Linked DNA regions of Mus musculus: region 2 is linked to region 1. A link is a contact called in public Hi-C data. All regions are on one chromosome and are shown on one strand. The core of a region is the stretch at or near the end of the contact, and the rest is flanking DNA. Distances in the headings are between cores, read along the strand shown.

What was found. A called contact is a pair of places that touch in the nucleus more often than the background predicts.
Region 2: a contact with region 1 is called in a Hi-C map of the 63-12 cell line, with 1.8 times the contacts expected there. The contact joins the enhancer-like site here to the promoter of Pepd in region 1. A contact is called at or near these places in 1 of 39 promoter capture datasets (hippocampal neurons), 2 of 484 Hi-C or Micro-C datasets (the 63-12 cell line and uterus) and 1 of 9 other capture datasets (liver).

Annotation. Positions count from the first base shown.
Region 1 is chr7:34,911,078-34,913,923 of GRCm38.p6, forward strand. It overlaps Pepd (peptidase D), which reads left to right and starts at 1,330. Exons shown (of 15, transcript NM_008820.2): 1 at 1,330-1,377. The coding sequence starts at 1,361.
Region 2 is chr7:34,745,149-34,748,075 of GRCm38.p6, forward strand. It overlaps Chst8 (carbohydrate sulfotransferase 8), which reads right to left. Exons shown (of 4, transcript NM_175140.4): 2 at 2,914-2,927. Among named protein-coding and RNA genes, the nearest start is that of Gm38987, 66 kb to the right of the region's middle. Within about 2 kb of position 1,618, at least 44 of the 459 cell types and tissues checked have an H3K27ac peak or open chromatin away from gene starts, as enhancers often do. A contact at or near this core is called in the 63-12 cell line, where this site is marked.

The DNA of each region.
Region 1 (2,846 bases), core at 80-2,579:
TCTTCTGTAAATATTTAGGATAATTACTTCTTTTACACATTAATAAGCATTAAGCTGGCAGTTGGTTTAATTTTGACATATTTTATGTCAAAAGAAGTGGGGCTGTGATTAGCTGGGGGCAGGCTTTCCTACTACAAACCTGCTCCTCCTCTGCTATTTTTAAAAAGGCGTCCCTTATTAGGGAGTCGAGACTCTTTAGCTGAAGATGGAGCTAATGCACTCTGTGTGTGTGTGTGTGTCCAAGTTCTCAAGAGTCTGTGTGAGGTCAGGCATGTTGCTTACCCTTCTGGACCTTAGTCTCCTCCTCTGTAAGATGGTGCTAAGACAGCACCTGCCTTCCTCATGGGGCTTTTGTGAGACCACTGTGAGCAGTGGTGCTAACATCTGCAAAGCACTTGAACCAGTGTCTTTAAGTGCTGAGAGTAAGGAGGGCAGTGCCTGCCTTCTGATGCTCATTTCTCTGTAGGACTCTCCTCTATCACCAGGGCTCAGCTCTGCTATTCCCCACCTCATCCTCCCCTCCCCTGCTCTGCCCCTGCCCCTGCTTCTCTTTCTTCAGCTCCTCCATCTTGCACTTGAGGAGGTTTGGACTAGAGCCTATTAGATTTAACTCTCCAACTTATATACAAGACCCTGAAGGCCTTGCTTATCTCTCAGCCAGAGACTTTCTCCCCAGACTCCCTTTCCTGAATGCTGGAGGCTTCTATTACTCCAGTTGTCCCAGCTCTCCATCATCTTTGGCCCTCCTCCCCATGGTTTCTTTTTTCTTTTTTCTTTACCATATGAATAAATATTTATTTATTTATTTTTTAAAATTAAAAAATTTTTATTAGATATTTTCTTCATTTACATTTCAAATGCTATCCCAAGAGTCCTCTATGCGCCCCCCCCCCCCGCTCCCCTACCAACCCACTCCCACTTCTTGGCCCTGGCGTTCTCCTGTACTGGGGCATATAAAGTTTGCAAGACCAAGGGGCCTCTATTCCCAATGATACAGAAGTGGATCCCCATGGTTTCTTTATTCTTGTATGTTCTTCTCGCGGGTGGGCGGCAACATACACACAAGGTCAGGGGCTAACCTAGAATCAATTGATCTCCTGTCTCAGGACACTTCTTCCCAAGAGGGAAAGCCTTCTGGGTTGCTGCTCAAGTTCCTTCTAGTTTCTTGTGGGAATCTGAGATGCTTAATCAGCTGCAGGACTCCTCCACTTAAGGGTGTGAAGTCCGGAGCTGGAGTGGGAGGGACTGAAGCCACCACGCCCATTAAAAATCCCGCCCTGGCCCCGCCCCGTCCTCCTCAGAGGAACCCTAGCTGGTTCAGCTGACGCTGCACTCCACGTGACGCTAGCGCCGAGTGAACATGGCGTCCACTGTGCGGTGAGTGCTGAGCTTGTCCCTTGCCCTGCCTGCGGCCCGCGTAGAGGTGGCCTGCCTCGGTATTCCTAGCTGAACAGTGGGTGACAGCCTCCGAGCTCTGACTGGAGTTGCTCTGTGGCCGCGGGCTGCGGGCTGCGCGCTTCTTCTCTGGGGCACCGGAACCGAGAGCCGGGCTGGGCGAGTGGTACCTGCAGAGCCCCTGCATGCTTGCGGCTGCCCACTGGCCCTCGTGGGGCGGGGGAGGGTGGCTTCCCTGGAGTCCCGAGTGTGGCAGCCTCACCGTAAGTGGCCGAAGTGGGAGCTTCACAAATCTGTTCACTGCCACGCCCCTCCGATGAGGTGGCCAGCCTGGTCTGGGCGCCAGGTTCCCAGGCGCTTCCTCAAAAGTGAGGGAAAGTGTGAGTAGTATTTGGAGTGGCCGTGGAATATCCGTTAATCAGGCCAGCACTTTCCTGATTCTTTCCTGGCCCAAACGTCAGCTCCTCTGAGACACCTTCCCTTAATTATCTGATCAATTCTATACTGCCTGACTTTCTGTATGTCAGTTGTCTCCTCACTAGCTCCGATGCAGGCTCCATGCAGGCCTCAGTAGCCCAGTGTATTGCTCCGCTTAGACTTGCCATAATTCTGTATGATTAAAGGGTCAGTGGTTCGGCTGGGAGGAAGTTTGGACAGATGGGCTCTATTCAGTGTCACGGAAGGACAGCTGATCAAAGGTTAAGAGATAAAGACTGAGAGAGTAGGGTACATCCCTGAACTAGTAGGTTTGGTGCTAGTGACTTCTCCAGACTTTGTCCTGGGGGAGCAAGAAGGATTGTCATCTGGAATCTGCTTTTTAAGAATTTTAGACAGGGTCTCACTATGTAGCGCATGCTGGCCTTGGGACTCAGATTCTTCCTGCTTTGCCCTTCAGAGTGCTGACAATCCAGGCACGATGGCACTACACCCTGCTTGAGATCTGTTATGTTTTGCTTTGCTTTGTTTGAAGACAGGGTTCCTCTGTGTAGCCCTGGCTGTCCTGGAAGTCACTCTGTAGATCAGGCTGGCCTCGAATTTGGAGATCCACCTGCCTCTGCCTCCCAAGTGCTGGGATTAAAGGGGTGTGTCACTACTACTTGGCTTTTTTTTTTTTTTTTAGGTATTTTCCTCATTTACCACTTGGCTTCTTAAAGAGTTCCCCCCCCCCAACCCCCACCCCCGATAGCATGAGCTGTGGTTTCAGCGGAAGAGGGTGTGGACCTGGTGGTAGGGGATGTTAGGAAGGGTAGGGGTAGAAGAGTGCAGTTCTCCACAGACTGAGTTCAGAACTGAGGCGAGTATGGTAAAAACTAGTGGAGCAAATGCATCTCTCCATATACAACGAGGGCAGTGGAAACAGTGCCATCTTAGTTAGCTTCCAAGGTTGGAAGAGCTTGGGACATAGCAATCATGTAGTGACTACCAGCGGTTTTCTAGGAACAACACTGGGC
Region 2 (2,927 bases), core at 368-2,867, 170 kb before region 1:
TCTACACCTCCTCAGAACTGAGACTCCTAGTGAGAGGGCTTGGTCAGGGCTGTCAGGGCCACCCGGCACGCACGCAACTTGGCGCATACACTTTGTAAGCAATGGTTTCCAACAGATAAATGTAATCAAGGTTTATGTGCTCGGAGAAGCCAACAGGATGGGGTTGTTTCACTTGAAGGATCAGAAGAAAATTGTAACTAATGTTGTGGAAAATTACTTTGATATTGCTTTCTTGGTACCGAATCACAATTAGGCTGCTGCGAGTGGTACAGGGAAGGAATAAATGAATAGTAACAAATCAACACAAACAGCTTGTGTCAGGAGCACTTCGCTCAGGGAAAGGAACGTAAGCATTACTTAAAGTTTTATGACTGTGTTTGGTGTGATTTACATAGACCAGCAGGGTTGCCCATCACGTAAGCACGTTGAGCGTGGCTCCCCTGCATCTGCCAATAGAACTTCACAGTGAAGACCCACCCACGCACCTCACCTGGCTCCACCCACCACAGGGGAATGCTCCATGGCAGTCCCTCACCCTACGATCTGAGGGTCTGAGGCTCCAGCGCCTCTCCACCACACTGTACCACTCTACCCCAGAACTCCCAACCATACTCTGGTTCCCACCCGTCTGTAACTCACACATCTGTGCACTTGGACAGCTGTTTCAGAGCAGTGCTAGGTAGAAAGAGGGACAGAAATCCAGTGCCTTTGAAATTAAGGGTTCTGCTCTACCAGCTGGCTGTTGGCATGGCAGGGCATATTCCAAGATCAACAGAGCAGAATCTCACCTGACAATATGACCTATCCTAGAAGGGACCACAGAGGGGCCCTCCTGACCCAGATGGGCACCATACATAAACTTATGCCTTTTCTCCCCGGCCCCTCCCACAGTACAGACATCAGATGGCTGGACCCCTGGCCTGCGTATGCACCACAACCACACACATTAGGGCACCCACCAGAGGCACGATTCCTTCTAGCCGTCTTCAAGCTCCCTTACTGTCTGGTTTCTTTTTGCACAGACTACACATAGTCTCAGGGACCATTTAGTTCCTGTACTGTGATGGTTCTGTCCTGTGGGACCCAGCTGTGCTGACTCAATGTCACTAGCTATTCTGGAGCTCTCAAGAGGCTACAAAGTCCCCAGAGGAGCCAGCTCAGTCACGCACACTCGCTTCCTCAGAAGCTGGGAGAAGCTGGACCCATTTTTGACAGCCGCCAGCTGTAGGGGTTGACCCGGGTGTGCGTCAGCACAGTGGCTTACCCACTGTTTCTGGGGCCTGCAACTGAACTGGCTTCTTACTCACTGTGATGAAAGAGGTAACTCGTCAGCCTCCACACCCCATGCAGGGCTTCTGGCAGCGGCTGCCGGGTTTAGGCAGGATTCTGGGCTTTATGTGCGTTTCTTCCTGTCCTCTTGAGACCTGTGGCCTTCAATCTGGGCTCAAGGCCACTGTATTGAGGTTCAGAGCTCCAGTTTGCAGAAGCAAAACAATGAAGTGGTACAAAGGGGGCGAGGAACTGAGTTGGGGGAGCTGGGGCTAGTGCTAGGGAAAGAGCCCCTGGCTGGAGGAGAGGGGGCATCCATCCCTCCTGTGCTTCAGGCTGCAAACCGGAGTGTCACAGGAAGCCATCCATCTAAACCTCTGGCGTGCACATCTCTTTCATCTTGTTCCTGCTAGCAGTGTGTTCATGCACATGTCCCTCGAGAGGAAGCACACCTCTGAGGGCTCCTCACAATAGATCTCTGCTAGTGCTGTGTCCTGGAAGCCAGGTTTCCTCTTCTTCTAAGCAGATTAACCTCCAGCCTCGGGCTCACGCCTGTGACAGCCAGCTTCATCATATCTGGCACCAAGAGCCCCGGAGACCCCCCTCTTTCCACACCCTATCTGCCCTAAGTGTCCCACATGTTCCTCTCACTGACTACACCCCACATCCCCAGCAGACATTAACTATTCCAATGGGTCAGAGGTACGGAGGAAATGTGTGTGTGTGTGTGTGTGTGTGTGTGTGTGTGTGTGTGTGTGTGTGTGTTAAGAGTGGGTCTGAGCCTCACAAATCCAGCATGTGATTTAATTTCTGTCTCAGGCCAGAGGGACCAAGTTCGAGGGATCCTCAGAACTGGACAGGGAAATTGAGTCAGACTCCAGTCACGAAGTTCAGAAGAAGAAAGGCTCCTCAGATCCCACCAGCATGTCCACCACCCAATAAATAAAGTAATTAATTCATGCAACAGAATTATTTTTTTGAGCTGGGATTTCACTACATAGTCCTGGCTGACCTGGATGTTGACCAGGCTGGTCTCAAACTCAGAGATTCATCTGTATCCGCCTCTGCCTCTCACGTGCTGGGATTAAAGGTGTGCACCACCACACCCAGCTATAAGAAAAGTTTTCAAAAGAAGACATGTTCATCTGGGTCTGGTGGTGCAGCCCTATAAGGCCAGCTACTCAGGAGGATAAGGTAGGGTCATAAGTTCAAGGCCAGACCATGAATCAAAATCAAAGTAATGAAGAATGATCAAGGGGTAAGACCCTGGGTTCAATTCCCAGTGACATTAAAAAAAAAAAAAAGAAAGACGTTATCCACTGGTATTCAGAACAATGTGGAAGATGCCCCGAGAGTTGGCAGAATTTCCTAAGTCTGAGATTCACTGAAGACAACAAACTGGCTGACCAGATGGGCAGCCTCTCCATCGCCCACACCAGGGGCTGCTCAATTGCTATGGAATCCAGAACCACGGCCTTGAAACTGGTGGCCTGACGCCCCCACACTGACACCGACGCCTGCTAGGAGGAAGCCAGGGCCCTTTCTCTGTTTACAAGGGTTACCGTCACCCAGCCCCGGCACACCAGGGCCATCAGGAAGGTCAGCATGCGACCCGCAGTGTTAAGTAGCAACCTCGGGGCTCACCTGGAACTTGCTGG